2 separate regions of the Sus scrofa genome follow, and region 2 is linked to region 1. A link is a contact called in public Hi-C data. All regions are on one chromosome and are shown on one strand. The core of a region is the stretch at or near the end of the contact, and the rest is flanking DNA. Distances in the headings are between cores, read along the strand shown. Region 1 overlaps TDRD7 (tudor domain-containing protein 7). Region 2 overlaps TSTD2 (thiosulfate sulfurtransferase/rhodanese-like domain-containing protein 2).

Evidence for each region. A called contact is a pair of places that touch in the nucleus more often than the background predicts.
Region 2: a Hi-C map of fetal skeletal muscle shows a contact between it and region 1, with 3 times the contacts expected there. The contact joins two enhancer-like sites. A contact is called at or near these places in 1 of 5 promoter capture datasets (liver), 21 of 47 Hi-C or Micro-C datasets (alveolar macrophages, brain, embryonic fibroblasts and 12 more) and 2 of 2 datasets of contacts at active chromatin or transcription factors (alveolar macrophages and skeletal muscle).

The regions. Positions count from the first base shown.
Region 1 is chr1:239,342,163-239,350,073 of Sscrofa11.1, reverse strand. TDRD7 (tudor domain-containing protein 7) reads right to left here. Exons shown (of 17, transcript XM_001924680.5): 9 at 2,979-3,090; 10 at 646-848. Among named protein-coding and RNA genes, the nearest start is that of TMOD1, 29 kb to the left of the region's middle. Within about 2 kb of position 4,778, at least 33 of the 83 cell types and tissues checked have an H3K27ac peak or open chromatin away from gene starts, as enhancers often do. A contact at or near this core is called in fetal skeletal muscle and skeletal muscle, where this site is marked.
Region 2 is chr1:239,468,060-239,475,970 of Sscrofa11.1, reverse strand. It overlaps TSTD2 (thiosulfate sulfurtransferase/rhodanese-like domain-containing protein 2), which reads left to right. Exons shown (of 10, transcript XM_005660262.3): 7 at 2,520-2,638; 8 at 3,116-3,274; 9 at 4,118-4,256; 10 at 6,349-7,911. The coding sequence ends at 6,686. It overlaps TMOD1 (tropomodulin-1), which reads right to left. Exons shown (of 10, transcript XM_003353588.5): 10 at 7,584-7,911. Among named protein-coding and RNA genes, the nearest start is that of NCBP1, 21 kb to the left of the region's middle. Within about 2 kb of position 4,105, at least 3 of the 83 cell types and tissues checked have an H3K27ac peak or open chromatin away from gene starts, as enhancers often do. A contact at or near this core is called in fetal skeletal muscle and skeletal muscle, where this site is marked.

The sequences.
Region 1 (7,911 bases), core at 3,529-6,028:
CCTTAACATGTCATCCTACTCTTTAGAGTGGCCGCTCTATAATTCAAAGGCGTCCTTCCTTGCAGACATCTATGTTCTTCACAATTTAAAAATGTGAAAGTTGGCGTGCCTATCGTGGCACAGTGGAAACAAATGCAACTAGGAACCATGAGGTTGCAGGTTCGATCCCTGGCCTCGCTCAGTGGGTTAAGGATCTGGCATTGCCGTGAGCTGTGGTGTAGGCCGCAGGTGCTGCTTGGATCTGATGTTGCTGTGGCTGTGGCTGAGGCCGACAGCTACAGCTCCAATTCAACCCCTAGCCTGGGAACCTCCAGATGTTGCTAAAGTTGGCAATTTAATGAACATCCTGACGGAACTAATCTTCCCTTCTTTTGAACTATCCTCCCATATTATCTTTGCAAAGTAATTTCATATAAACGTAGTATGTTCATTGTAGAAACTGGAAAATGAAACAAAAACCCAATTCATAATAATTACCATTTATGTTTCGGCATTTCCCTACCTTTTAGCTCCCCCCTTCCTTTTAATCTCAATACATATGTAATCTGTCTCTATCTAGTATGACCCTAAGATGGACAGCATTTTTTCCTGCTGAATTTCTTTCCTATGACATGTGTGAACCGACAACAGTGGTAGCAGTGGTACCTGAAGGTGAACTTCCAGTGATTTGTCACATATAGCCTTTAAGCAGGTGGCATTGATGTTGATGTCATCTTCTCCTGAGGTATCATACAGAACAACGAGTGGAATATCAGCTTTTTCAAGTATTTCCACTGCAAAGATCTTTCCACAAGTTAGAGATTCGACCACCTTCACTAAATCAGGATCATCACTTAGAACTTCCAACCCTGAAAAATAGTGAATATTCAAATTTCCACTTAATTAGAAGAATTAGTTTAAGATGCACAGATTGATTGTGCTTGTTTTGGCTACTTAGTACAATTAGGAAGTCTCAACAACATTCTTATATATTATAGGGAACCTCTGTTTTATAATCTTCTTTATATTATCCACCCTAAGGTGTAAAAATATTTTTTCATAATGTGAATGCCCTTTTGAATGATTACATGAATGATGAAAACAAGAAGAAAAACTGACAATCTGAATTTCTACCTTAGGAGAAACAGCCTTCACTTTAAGTACAAATACACGAGTTCCCATCGTAGCTCAGAGGAAACAAATCTGACCAGCATCCATGAGGACGTAGGTTCGATCCCAGGCCTCGCTCAGTGGGTTAAGGATCTGGTGTTGCTGTGGCTGTGGCATAGGCTGGAGGCTACAGCTCTGATTAGACCCTTAGCCTGGGAACCTCCATATGCTGTGGATGCAGCTCTAAGAAGATAAAAAATAAATACATGAATAAATAAATAAAAACAAATACTTAAAAAGACTAATAAGTAATCAATCATGTCTGCTAGTCATGTATTTGAGTTATTCCTAAGACTATACCTTTGTTTTTTTCATTCTCTAATTAAATATACACAATTATTTCTTTCAAGAACATGTGTTTATTGAAAATTTAAACAACCTCCACCTTCTTTCTTTCTTTTTAAGTACACCATGATGGCCCTGAGGATACCAAAGAACTTTCTGGTTTACTGAAGAAAGATTAAATACTGTTTAACACAATGTGGGTATTAGGTGAACTTAATCATAGTCTAATTATTCTTTAAATGCTTGGAAAATTGTAATTTCATATACCATATATATGATTACTCTAAGCCACCAGGGAGCTCTTTTTTTTTTTTTTGGTAATTGAATTTTAAAATTACTTGTGATTTGGGAGTTCCTTTGTGGTACAGCGGGTTAAGGATCTAGCACTGTCACTGCAGCAGCTCAGGTTGCTTCTGTGGTACAGGTTCGATCCCTGGCTCGGGACCTTCTACATGTCATGGACATGCTCCCCCCCCCCCAAAAAAGAAAAAAGACAAATGAATAAATAAAATGACTTGAGGTTTATCTCACAGCCAGAGCCAAAGTTGGCTCTTCTGACATGAAGACTTAACCCTGCTGGGAAGGAGGTATTTCTTCACAGACACAATTTTCATGAAAACAATTTTGATCTTTTTCTGAATTCAGCTCAGGCTCTCCTGGCGTGATGCTCACACAGTGCAGTATCTTTCCTCATCATTAACGTGGCCACTATGTGTCCCTCCACACTTTCAGATTAACCCTTCAAGTCGCTCACACACATGCATTTCTCTACACTTCCTAGAAAAGAATGTTGATACATGACAGTGTCAGAGACCGCACAGGACCCACAGCCGGACTCGCACTTGGGTGCACATGGGGTGTTCCTCGGTAATAAGCAGCACCCCGAGAGTCCATCTCACTGGGAAAGAAGCTGGGAGCCACTTCACAACAGGTTGAAGATGATTTGAACGGATCCAAACCCATGATGCAGGGCCTCTAGAGGCTGTTACTAGGGCAACAACAACAAAACCCTCTAAACTATCCAAAAGACATTTTTACCATAAAATTAAATATGCTATAAATGTTACACATAATGTAACAAAAATAATAAAACCATTATAACATTTTTATAATGATCACATCTTACAGTGAGAACATGAAATGTTAATTTATGGGAGTTCTTGTCGTGGCTCAGAGGAAACGAATCTGACTAGCATCCATGAGGATGCAGGTTTGATCCCTGGCCTCGCTCAGTGGGTTAAAGATGCAGCATTGCTGTGACATATGGTGTAGGTTGCAGATGCGGCTCAGATCTAGTGTTGCTGTGGCTGTGGTGTAGGCCGGCGGCTGCAGCTCCGATTAGACCCCTAGTCTGGGAACCTCCATATGCCATGGGCATGGCCCTAAAAAGACAACAAACAAACAAACACCCCATGAATTTATTTATACCTTTCAAGAAATAGCACGTTTTGAAACTTTGAGATACTTAGCACATTTTAACCACTCCAAAGTACAATGGTAACATGCATCAAAATGGAGAGCACTTTAAAACAAGTTCCTTTTACCTGCCAGCTTACACTTGGTAGCCTGGAATGAGAGTGAACAGAACTTCGGGTTTAATTTGTATGCTTTGCTCTTTTCCACAGTCTCACTAAAACCATAGTCAACATAGCATACCTAAAGACAACAGAAACAACATTTAGGTTCAAATAAAATTTTTTATCCTCACTTAAAAAAAAAATCACTTGATGCATTTAACTGGCTTCATTTTATTCTGTAGTCAACATGTGAAGTTGCACCACTGCCTGGAAAAAGCCAGGGGAGGTGCCCCTGACTTAGCCTAGAAGAGGAAGGCTGGGCTGGGGCCTGGGAAGCCCGGGTGCCTGACTCCCAGGCCCTGCTCCTCTGCTGCACCTCTGCCAGCCGGAAGAGGAAGGAAGCCTGCTGATCCCGATGCCCTGCGCTGCCAGCTTCTCTGCAGCACCTGTGTGGGCTACCAGCCCTGACTGCCCCGCCCAGTCCTTAATATCACAATGCCTGCATCGCCTTATTCTTTCTTGATTTATACACTTCCACTAAGGCTCTGCTTCCTTAGGCAGCAATGTCTGCTTCTAGAGGAAGCATTGCACTGGTGGTATTCATCAGAGTCCAAATTCCTAATTGTGACAGTCTGCTCTCAGCCATTAGGCTTCCCAAGACGCTTTCTGTCAATGACAACAATGATGTTGTGGCTGGACACACAGTGACGTTGTGGCTGGAATTCTACACTGTAAAAGTAGATACTTCTGGGTTTTTCCAGGGCTAGGAAGCTGGCTTCGGCTTTCATCAAGGGCAGCAAAAGGTTCCAAGTCTCCTGGACAGAGTTTTGTGTTTGCAGAAAACCTGCCTGGCACTTCCTCACCACCAGCAGAGATTGCTGAGAGCCAGGATATTACATTCAGTGTATTAATAAAAATTTCAGTTGAAAAGGACGATATAACCAAAGCTTTTTTCTTTTTGGAGAAAAAGAAAATCTAGAAACAGTAAGCTGTGGTTTAGAATGACAACTAGGAACCTGAGGCAAAGTGATGAAAACTTAGTACGCTTCTCTAACACAAACCAGAGATGATTATTACAGAAAACAGGTCAACAAAAAGGCAGGGCAAAGAAATACCAAGTAACACAGAATTTTATTTCTGCAGTAAAATAAAGTCTACAGCTTCTGAGTACCCAGATTATGGTACTATGTATACAGAACAAAAATTCTCCCCATCAGAGAATCTAAGGAAGGAAAGAGAGAGAGACTAAGGCCCTTCCCTGACCACCTGATAACTGGGTCTGTGGGGCAAAGGATTCCCTCTTAGAGCCTGTACCTTGACACAGTGCTCCCTGGGGCCTCAACCCCCTGCAGGGACCCCTTGCTGCAGCCAGCTGCTTCTCCAGTCCTAAATTAGCACCTGCTCTTCCTTCCCAAAGGCCCTGGGATTCACGCAGCTTTTGTTTCCTTTAATAGCTATCACCACCTACAACTTGGATCCTGCTCTTCCTAGGCCTAAAATGGAGACATCGTGGTCTGAGAATAGGACAGAACATATGAAAGCATGATTCCTGGGCAAATCAGAAGGTATTCCGAGCACCAGGAGTCTAAAGAATGACGGCTCTCCGTTCTTCAAAGGGTTTCCGTAATGTCTGGAGCTTGTTTTCGTTCCTTTCTTTCTTCTTTTGAATCATGAGGCCATGTATTGGTATGGCAGCTGCAGTTCATAAAACATTTGGCCATGGGTTATCCAGCTGGACTCTCGCCACCCTCTGCCCTGGCTCAGGACCCTGGCACTGGGCCCCAGTCCATTCCTGGCTCTCTGGCCCCCTCAAGTGGCCAAAGGTCTCAAAGTGCTGCCTGAGTAATGACCAGGAATAAGCCCTGTATGTAATAACCCCTGGTATGTGGGCCTGGGCCAGGCCAAACTGGCACAACCTGAGGGGGTGACCTCATGTTCCCGTTTCTCGTAGTCACCAAGATCTGCGGAAAGCAAGGAGGGCATTAGAACTTGCTGTCAGGCGTAGTAAAATTCAAGAGAAACAAGACTTACAAAGCAGCTGGGTGGTCTCCAGATAAAGGAAGGGTAAAATTCCCCTGTCTGGTCCATGGGAATATGGGGAACGAGATCAGGCCTGGGTTGCTACAATGCCTGCTGTCGTAAGAACTAACCACCACACTGCCCCTTTCATTCCTAACAGCAGCCCACAGCTCTCGGCAGCAATGACACAGCCATCACTTCCTTTACGAGGCACTTTCCTGTTCTGGCTTTGTGACACTGTGCTCTTGCTTTTCCTCTTTTTTTTTTTTTTTTTTTTTGGCCTTTCTTAAAGCCCTCTTTGCTCCTCTCATGGCCACCATCTAAATGCTAAAGTGTTTCAGAGCCTGGTTCTGGGTCCCCTTCTCTGCTCTATGGGTGAGTCTTCCTCCAGGTGGTCTGACCTAGTCCCATGGCTGCAAGCAGCACCTACATGCGGATGCTCTCCTAACCCCATCTCTCTCCCATCCTGACCTCTCCCTGAGCCTCCCTTGAGGCTCGTCCATGTGAAATCTGATAGCCATTCTCAAATCTACCAAGTCCTACAAAATTTTTTTTTACTTTTTTAATGATTTTTACTTTTTTTCCAGTATAGCTGGTTTCCAGTGTTCTGTCAGTTTTCTACTGTTAGAGCAAGGTGACCCAGTCACACATACATATGTACATTCTTTTTTCTCACATTATCATGCTCCATCATAAGTGACCAGATATAGTTCCCGGTGCTACACAGCAAAAAAATTTTTTGAATTAAAGTATAGTTGATTTACAATGTTGTTACCAATTCTGCTGTACAGCAAAGTGACTCAATCATTCTTTTTTTTAACATTATTTTCTATCAGGGTCTATCCCAGGAGATTGGATATAGTTCCCTGTGCTACTCCGTAAGATCCTACAAAATTCTTTCTTTTTTTTTTTTTTTTTTTGTCTTTTGTCCTTTTAGGGCCGCCCTAGTGGCATATGGAGTTTCCCAGGCTAGGGGTCTAATCAGAGCTGTAGTTGCTGGCCTACACCACAGCCACAGCAATGCCGGATCCTTAAACCACTGAGCAAGGCCAGGGATCAAACCCACAACCTCATGGTTCCTAGTTGGATTCATTTCCACTGCACCACAGTGGGAACTCCAGATCTTACAGAATTCTTGATTCTCCTATATGTTGGTTCTTCTCCCTGACTTCAAGATTTCAATAGATGGCACTACTATCTACCCAGTTGCTCAAGTTCCAAATACAGTAGCTATCCTGACTCTTCTCTTTCCTTTCCTTCCACATTCAATGATTGGTGTCTTGTCAGTTCTACCTCCAAATATATCCTGAATCTGACCTAGTACTTCTGTCTTCACTACTGACACCCTAACTCAGGTTACAAGTGGCGGGCTATTCCAACAGCCAACTAACTGGCCTTTCTTTCCTTCTCTGTCCTACTCCAATACACGCCCCTCCCAGGCATGGGAACAATCTTTGATGCATGGAAACCAGATCACATCTTCCTGCTTATCCCATCCATCACAGTTATTTCTATCACAGAACCCTGGTTACTTCCTTCGCTGCATTTAAGGGGTCTTGTTTGTTTATTATATACTGGTTAATCGTCTTTAACTAATGTATAAGCTTCTTGAAAACAAAGACTTGTCTGTCTTGTCTCCTTCCCTGGGACAGAGAAAAAAAAATCAATGAAAACTGTATCAAGCAGATACTGGCATGATTACAGTGTCTAAATTTATAGGTAAGGAATCAGAGAGGATAAATAACTTTCCCAAGGCCGCAGAGGTAGAAGCGGCAGAGCGGGGACTCAAACTCAGATCTATGGGACTCTAGAGCCTAAACTCCCAAAATAGAAAGAAGGAAGGAAGGTCCAGGTGATTTCTGCCCTTACAGAGCTCACACTGGGAGCCACCCTTGTGGAGTATTTGCAGTACTTATTGTAAACACCGTTGTACTGTGAACACGTCACTAGGGTTTGTGTATGGTTCTTCTTTTCATAAGCAATCCCTGTGCCATCCAATAGCTTAAGTTCTGTTGAACCTCCCAAGGGCAGAGAAATGGTCAGGAAATAGAAGCTTATGTAAGAATGTTTGGGGTGGTTGTCAGGTTTCTCACTGAGCACAAAGCAGTGATCGGGCCACAGTGACTGGGGTCCTGATCATCCAGACTTCCCGTCCCCTGCAGGGCTAAGGGTTCTGGGATGTGCTGACCCTGCCGGCAAAACTTAGGCAGCACTGTGCCTTGGAGAGGGAGTCCTAGTTCTGGGTCTCTGAGCCGAGGGAAAGAGGAGGCAATGCGGCAGAGGCTGATCACCAGGCATGTGGCCAGGTCTGGCATGCTGGAGCCTGAGATGGAAGGGAATGGTGAAAGACCCTTCCGACCTTTGCAAGATGACCATGAGGGCAAGATCCTGGGGCCCGGCCCACATCTTTCTTGGGGTTCTCCTTGGCCGGCTGCAGAAGAGGGGAGAGAAGAATGACTTCTCTGATCTGTACTGTTTCCGTCACTGCAAAGGACTGACCTTGATCGCCTTTATATAATACATGTATAGCCATTCACACATCTCCAATGGCTGGTAGGAAGAAAATGATACTTGGAGAGAGAAAAGATACTGCAGTGGAACAGTACTGTCAAGTTTAACATACAAACCGAAAAGAAGAAGCTACTTTTATCACATGGATAATGACCATAGATGGGGGAAAATAAATGTCAACTCGGAATGTCTCTAAAGCCCTTGATACTGTGTTTCATACTGAACGTGGAATCGTGCAATAGTCAATGTTTGTTAACGGTCTGAAAACAAGGAATTACCATACTTTGCTGGGTTAAAAATAGGAAATATAGATTGAGAAATCACTTTGGTGATCACTTCTGGCAACATTTCACAATGTTAAAGGTTCTCTTGTTCTATAACCCACATGGAAGGAAAGTTCACACGTGCACAGATTAAATGTACAGATATA
Region 2 (7,911 bases), core at 2,856-5,355, 130 kb before region 1:
CATTCACAACTATTGTAGTAGATAGCTCTATTTAGTAGATGTCTTTAGTAAAGATATTTAAGAAAAAATAATTGTAAAAACCATTATCACATCTAAAACGTTTTAACAGTAATTCCTTAATATTATCCAGTCAGTGCTTAAAATTCTCAGGTGTAGTTTTTTAAGTTTGTTTCTATCAGGATTCAAGGAAGGCCCATGCATTGTGATTAATTGCCATGTCTCTTTTAACCTAGAGATTCGACTCCATCTTTCCATTTCCCTTGCAGTTTCTTTTTTGAAGGAATTAGATCATCTTGCTTGTAGCATTTCCCACAATTGGGATGATGCTGATTGCATCTCCATGGGATGTTCCTCTGTCCTCTGTATTTTCTATGAATTGTAGTTAGATTTATAAAAGTGCTGGCTAATATAGGAATGTAACGTGAGCCAGAATGGAATTTTACATCTTCTATTTGCCACATTTTTAAAAGTTAAAGGAAACACGTGAAATTATTTTCAGTACTGTATTTAATGCAGTGTAGCCAAAATATTTTTCAACTTGTATCCAGTGTAAAAAATTATTAATATTTTACTTTTTTTTTTTTTTTTTTTGCATACTAAGCTCTTAAAATCCTGTATCTCTGTCACCCTTATCATAGCACATCTCAAGCCAAAACTTGATCAGGTTGAGGTTTGCTTTCCTTTTTTTTTGTCCCAAAACTGCTTCATAGCTAGTATCATGTCCTTTGATGAGGAAGTACAAAGGTCTGGCTGACTCTGTGTTCTTTTTTTTTTTTTTTGCTATTTCTTTGGGCCGCTCCCATGGCATATGGAGGTTTCCGGGCTAGGGGTTGAATCGGAGCTGTAGTCACCGGCCTACGCCAGAGCCACAGCAACGCGGGATCCGAGCCGCGTCTGCAACCTACACCACAGCTCACGGCAACCGGATCGTTAACCCACTGAGCAAGGGCAGGGACTGAACCCGCAACCTCATGGTTCCTAGTTGGACTCGTTAACCACTGCGCCACGACGGGAACTCCCTGTGTTCATTTTTTAATATGTAAATATTTAACAAGAGAGCTAAGAGTTAAACCATATGGAAATGGGAGTTAGATACAAGCATCTAAGAAAAGAGACTCTTGCATGAGAAGGGCCAAAAAGGGCTGTGGCTACTTAGTGTCCCTACCTTAGTAGGAGGGAGGATAACCACAGACAGCTCTCCGCTGGTGCTCTGGGACATGGCTCTGGAGGTTAGGGGAGAGGGAGCTCCAGGTAGTGCTGTGCTGCTTCCATTTGAGCCAAGCTGTTTGAAGGCACCTCTTTTGAGCATGCCCATGTGAGTCACGGGGCCAGGAGAGTAGCCACAATAGTAGCAACAGCAGGAACAGGTTAGGCTCCCTGTGGCTCCCTTTAAGTAGAAGTCTTAGCGGATTTCCATGCTTCTTATCACAGGCTTGAACCTCCCTTCCTACCCCACTCTTTCAGTGACCATGTCATTATGTGACAATAACTTATATAGAATCTGGCCTTCTTATGTTCTCCCTATAGTCCTAGGTTGGGCAGGTAGGGATCCAGGCCTTGCCAGGACTCTGGGTGTCCAGCCCCATCTGGGTAGCCAGCAGTTTCAGGTTGTTGGGCCTCATCCCCGAGTGGACTGAGGTGCCTTTGGGGCTGTCGGCTCTGTCACGAGTGGTGACGGAAGTACCAGAGCCCCCACCAGGGGCTCTAGTGTGGTTTTGCCTCTGCCAGTGTCATCAAAACTTCCTCAAAAACTACTGTGCAGTCTGGACCCTCAAAGGTAGAGGAATAATTCTTTCCTGGAGAGTTGAGAAGGTAAAGGGCCCTACCAGACAGGTTCTTTCCTCTTAGTGTCCATGTATTTTATTTATCTTCTTCATCTCCTTTCTCTCCTCCTTCTAGCCTTTTCTCTTTCTTGCCTTCTTTCTCATATTTCATTGCTCCTGTCACTACCCTGCCACCCTTTTTTCTTTTACTCAGCACACAAACTTAGGCACATTTTTCCTTACTCTTTTGCATTTTTATAAAACATTCCAACTTTATTCCATAGCCTTATCCTCACATGTACCTGTGCCAAGGTTCTTAGCCTTAAACTTGGACTTGACCTTGGTATAGAACGATTTGTAAAGCCCATAGTGAAGCATATATTTGCCCAGGCTCCTCCATGTACAGGGACCCTGGAATACTGGTCATAACACGAACCAGCAAACCCACATGGCAGTTTATATCCCTCTGTCTGGCTTTTATCATTGGGTTAGGCCAAGTATGAGGGTGCAGAATTCTTTGACTGGTTATTTCTCAACTGCCCGGTCTCCACAGTGCTCATCTCAGGAAGAGGGAGAGTGAGGGTACGTGGAATTATTAAATTCTTTCATTATGGTCATCAGAGAGTGTCATTTTCAGACATAATTATAATTATGAAGAGGAAAGATATAGGTGGGGAGAAACAAAGCAAATCAGGCTGGGCCAGTTGTAATTGGGGTTTGTTTTTTGTTTTAACTAATCTTTTGGTTTGGTTTTAGGAATCCATTTATCCCCAGGTGAATTTCATAAAGAAGTAGAAAAGTATCTGTCCCAGGCAAATCAAGAACAAAGTGATACTATCCTACTGGACTGTAGAAACTTCTATGAAAGCAAAATAGTAAGTGAGAAGCAGAATTGAGTTCCACAGCATAGCATGTTTCTGAAGGCGACACTGTGTGCCCACCTGTGACCAAGTCACATGACTCTCCTCCCACTGCTAGCCCCTCCAAGCCTTTGAACCCAGAATCGCGTGAGAAAGCCTAAGAAAATTTGAAATAAAGACATCTTGGCACATTATGAACATTCTGACTCCTGTATACCTACACTTGGCAAGTGTCAAGGACCTTGTCAGATTTGCTTTGGTAGCCTTTCCAGGTCCCCTGAGGTCTCTGGATGGGTGACCCACAGCCCATGAGCCTTGTTTCTAAGTTCCAGATCTTGAAGTTCGAAAGGTCAGAGTGTGGGATGCACGAGCAGCAAGCAGGTGCTTCCTTGCCAAGGCGGGGGAGGGAGTGGTGTTAGACATAGAAAGAACTTTTGTTCCTACCAGGTATGTTTCTCTGATAATTTTCCTTCTGCTGCTCCTATATTATAGGGACGATTCCAGGGTTGCTTAGCCCCAGACATCAGGAAATTCAGTTACTTCCCTAGCTACGTTGACAAAAATCTAGAACTTTTCAAAGAGAAGAGGGTGCTGATGTATTGCACTGGGGGCATCCGTTGTGAGCGAGGTTCAGCCTACCTCAAAGCCAAGGTGAGTCACCACCGTTAGGGCACTACAGGCATGGGGGCGAAGAAGCTTTCCAACCCCCATCTTCATGCCTTCTCCCATCCCTAGCCAGCCAGGGATTTAGTTTCCCCTTGTATGGTTCCAGCATAGAGTTTCCAAGTATAAAATCTGAAGTTCTTGGAGTTCCCATCGTGGCTGAGTGGTTAACGAATCCGACCAGGAACCATGAGGTGTTGGATTCAATCCCTGGCCTTGCTCAGTGGGTTAAGGATCTGGCGCTGCCGTGAGCTGTGGTGTAGGTCACAGACGCGGCTCGGATCCCGTATTGCTGTGGCTCTGGTGTAGGCTAGTGACTACAGCTCCGATTAGACCTCTAGTCTGGGAACCTCCACATGCCGCAAGTGTGGCCCTAAAAAGACCAAAAAAAAAAAAAAAAAATCTGAAGTTCTTAAATCTCAAGATATGAAAAGCATTCAGCAGTCTTAACAGTCTCATCAAGCACAAAAGGGAAAGCTGAGTTCACATCTCCTTTTTCCTAATCCTTTTGCTTGATCCTGAGAAGAGCAAATTCAGTAACATTACATGTCCTAACAGGTGTCTTCCTATATTTAGGGAGCAGCAAAAATAGTTGGGCTTTCCAGGACCTGGAGAACGAATGCCCTGAGTGCTGTTGTCACCCGTTCCCCTTGTAGGCAAGACCTGGCTAGCTGCTTCCTTGCCCCAGGTCAGCAGTTTCTCAGTGTCCCGCAGGGGGACCAGGAACCCCATTTTGCCATTCCTCCCATGTGCCACACCTCTGTGGAGCTTCCTACTCCTCCTGGTCTCTTGCTTGTCTCCTCAGATTTCTTCTTGTGTTTCCACACATAGGGAGTGTGCAAGGAAGTGTTCCAGCTCAAGGGCGGCATCCACAAGTACCTCGAGGAGTTTCCTGATGGTTTTTACAAAGGGAAGCTGTTTGTTTTTGATGAGCGTTACGCCTTATCCTTCAACAGTGACATAGTATCAGGTGGGTTGGCACAGGCTTGGAGCCTAAACTCGTGATGAGGCGCACTGTCTGTACTGACCTGCTGGGAGGCAGCCAGTACTGATTGATTACTTGAAGAATAAGGCAGGGAAGAGGAATCTGTGGTACCATCATGTCCCAGCAGAGCTGGAGGGGCAGCAGTAGAGTGGACAGAACCCTGCACCCAGTCAGGAGGCCTGGGTTGGGATCTGGCTTTATTGTTTATTAGTTAGACAAGTCCTCAAAAATGAGGATCATCTCACTTGCTCTGTCCACCTGCTCAGAGTTGAACTAAGACGCTAAATCTGGCATCTTAACCCAGAGTCAATATAAAGAATTCAGGGGTTCTGTGAATTTGGAATGGAAAATAACTTTCATTTTCATAACCCCTCACTAAATGTAGTACTTCCTTCAGTTATGAGCATAGGCAGCCAATCAGTAGTGTTAGAGATACCCATGACTTAGACATCAGCAGAAATCATAGTGTTTTCATATATTAACAGCGACTGTGAATACTTCAAAATAGCATTTATGTTCCTCATTGCTTCAAAATGGGACTAGTTACTAGGACCATCACTGAGACTTGGTATTTAACTTGTTAATAAGTATCTTATTGTATCCCAGATTTTAAAGAGTATTTTGATATTTTGTATTTCTTTCTTTTTTTTTAAGGACCCCACCCATGGCATATGGAGGTTCCCAGGCTAGGGGTCTAATCAGAGCTACAGCTGCTGGCCTACACCACAGCTCACAGCAACGCCAGATCCTTAACCCACTGAGCGAGGCCAGGGATCAAACCTGTGTCCTCAGGGTTACCGGTCACATTTGTTTCCGCTGAGCCACAACGGGAACTCCAGTATTTTGTATTTCTATATAATTGGTTTCCTTTGTGAGCCTATTCATTTTATTTACTGCATTTTAAAAACATTTTTCTAAGACAGTAGTTTTCACAAGATTGTCAAGTAAATTCATGACACAAATAAAAGAACCCCTAGTTAGACGGTTTATGGACACATGTGGTATGCACCTTCAGCTGCTGGGCGGGGCGTTCCAAGGTGGGAGCTGAGCCTTAGGCCAAGGCAGGAGGCAGGGTGGCCACAGGAAGGGGTGACTACAGAAAGCCTGTGGTTTGACTGTTGTTCAGAGTCCACATTAACAGAAGTACCAGATGAGGGAAGGTAGAAGGAAGGATGGAAAAAATCCTTAAGAAAAGTGGCTCTTCCCACTGGATGCAACCCCTTTCAACAGGAAAGTTCTTAAAAAGACAATCCTAGAAGCTGTCTGAATTTTCTAGAACTGTGATGGGGACAGGGCGAGATTGAATTAACATTCAGATAATGAATAAGAAGGTAGTTTGATTTCCTCTTCCCTTCTTGATTTTTTTTTCCATTTTAATAGTCATATTTGTGTGTCTTCAACTTCAGATCTCATATGGAGCTAGATAGAGCAGACAGGGGAGCAAGAAGACCTAAAGGCAGCTGGGATGCTGGGATAAGCTAGGTGAGGAGACTTGAAGAAGTCAGCAGGGAAAATGGGCCGAAAAAGTAGATAATGTGAGTTTTAGGAATTGTGTGGCCAAGTATCTGCTGGCAACAGCAGGAGACCCTCAGGCCTGGGGAAGGGGGGTGCAGACTGCAGAAGCCACTGTAGGTGTGGGCTCATCTGCATTCAGGCGTGGTGTCTCCCTGTGCAAAAGGGAATGATCTAAAGGAAAAAGACAGTTTGACAAGGGGTTGGCCAGCTTTTGGACTAGTTAATGAAAGAGAAACATTACTGCTTGTTTTCTAAACGGGAAAAAGAAAAACAGGTCACTGAATGCTGGAATCAGAAGACAGTTCCCAGAAGCAATCTCCTCCCTAAAAAGTAGGGGTGGTGGCGGGGGGTGGGAGAGGGCACCTTGTTCGAAGACAGGAGACTGACACTATTTAGAAACCTTCCCCAGGTCCAACAGGATATATTAGATGCTGCTGGAGTAAGAGTTATATTTTGGAACTGGAGATTACCTGTCTACACGTGTGCACTGTACATAGGCCTGTGTGTGCACACATGTGTGTGCTCATGTGTCTTTATAACAAGGCTTTTCTTTCTTCCCCAGACTGTTCATACTGTGGGGCCCCATGGGACCAGTATAGACTCTGCTCGACTCCCCAGTGCCGCCAGCTCGTCTTGACCTGCCCCACCTGCCAAGGACAAGGATTCACGGCCTGCTGTGTTACATGTCAAGACAAAGGGAGCAGGCAGGCTGCAAACCCAGGCCATAGCAGCTTTAAAGAGGAATGCGAGTGTACAGCCCGACGGCCACGGGTACCCAGGGAGCCCTTACAGCGGGAGCGAATCCCCTCAAGTGCAGAGCCCAGGCTGAGTGTTGATGAGGATGGGCCATGCTTAGGTGAGCGGCCCCGTCTGGATCTCCCCAAGCCTTCACAGAGTTAGGTTTTGGGTGACTGTGTATTGGACGATATCAGGGCCACAGTGACAGAGAAACAGGGAACTTTAGTGCTGCCAGAGCCACCATGGTGAGCTGGTTACCATGTTGGCCTCCTGGCCTTCACAAGAGTTGGGTGCTCATCTCTTACCTGAGCATTCTGACCAAAAGACGCTAGAGCACAGTAAAAGATGAGCTGTGTGGGATCCCACAGCTGCAGAGAGAGCCTAGTGACCAGGTCACACCCTCTCTCTGCCATACTGCAGGCCTGGGAGTAGTCATTTTCCTTATTAGCAAACTGGTCTGGGAGTTTCCGTCGTGGCACAGTGGAAACAAATCTGACTAGTATCCATGAGGACGCGGGATTGATCCCTGGCCTCACTCAGTGGGTCAGGGATCCGGTGCTGCTATGAGCTGTAGTATAAGTCACAGCTCAGATCTCGAGTTGCTGTGGCTGTGGTATAGGCCAGCAGCTGAAGCTCCGATTCGATCCCTAGCTTGCGAACCTCCATCTGCCGTGGGTGCGGCCCTAAAAAAGCAAAAAAAAAAAAGAACAACCTGTCTGTCCTGATGGTAAAACTGTGAAAAGCTGGGGCCCTGGAAGTGGACTCCTTGGACCAGGCTGCTTAAGTCAACCCGCCATCCACCCCTGTCCTTCTCTCTTCTCTGCTAGCCTCAGAGCACTAGACCAGGATCTGCAATGCCATCAGCATTTGGCCCACATCCTCCTGTAAGTACAGTTTTATTAGAATAGCCACACACCCATTCATTTACGTGTGATCTATGGCAGAGTTAAGTATTTCAAGAGAGAAATGATGGAATGCGAAGCCTACAGCTTTTATAAGCATACATTGGAGATGATGTGGGTTGGATTCTAGATCACCGCATTGAAGTGAGTCACGCAGTTTTTTTTTTTTTTTTTGGTTTTGTAGTACATATAAAAATTACACTTACATTATGCTGTAGTCTCTTAAGTGTGCAATAACTTTATGTCTAAAAAATGCATATAACCTAATTTAAAATTTTTAAAATTTTTTAATTGCTAAAAATTTTTAAATTACTAAAAAATGCTATTTTCTGACAATGCAGAGTTACCACAAATCTTCAATTTATAAAACAAAACAAAAAAAAAGTATCTGCAGAGTGCAGTAAAACAAGGTATGCCTGTATGATCTGGCCCTTACAGAAAAAATTTTGCCATCCCTGGTCTGGCCCAACAGCTCATCTGACAGT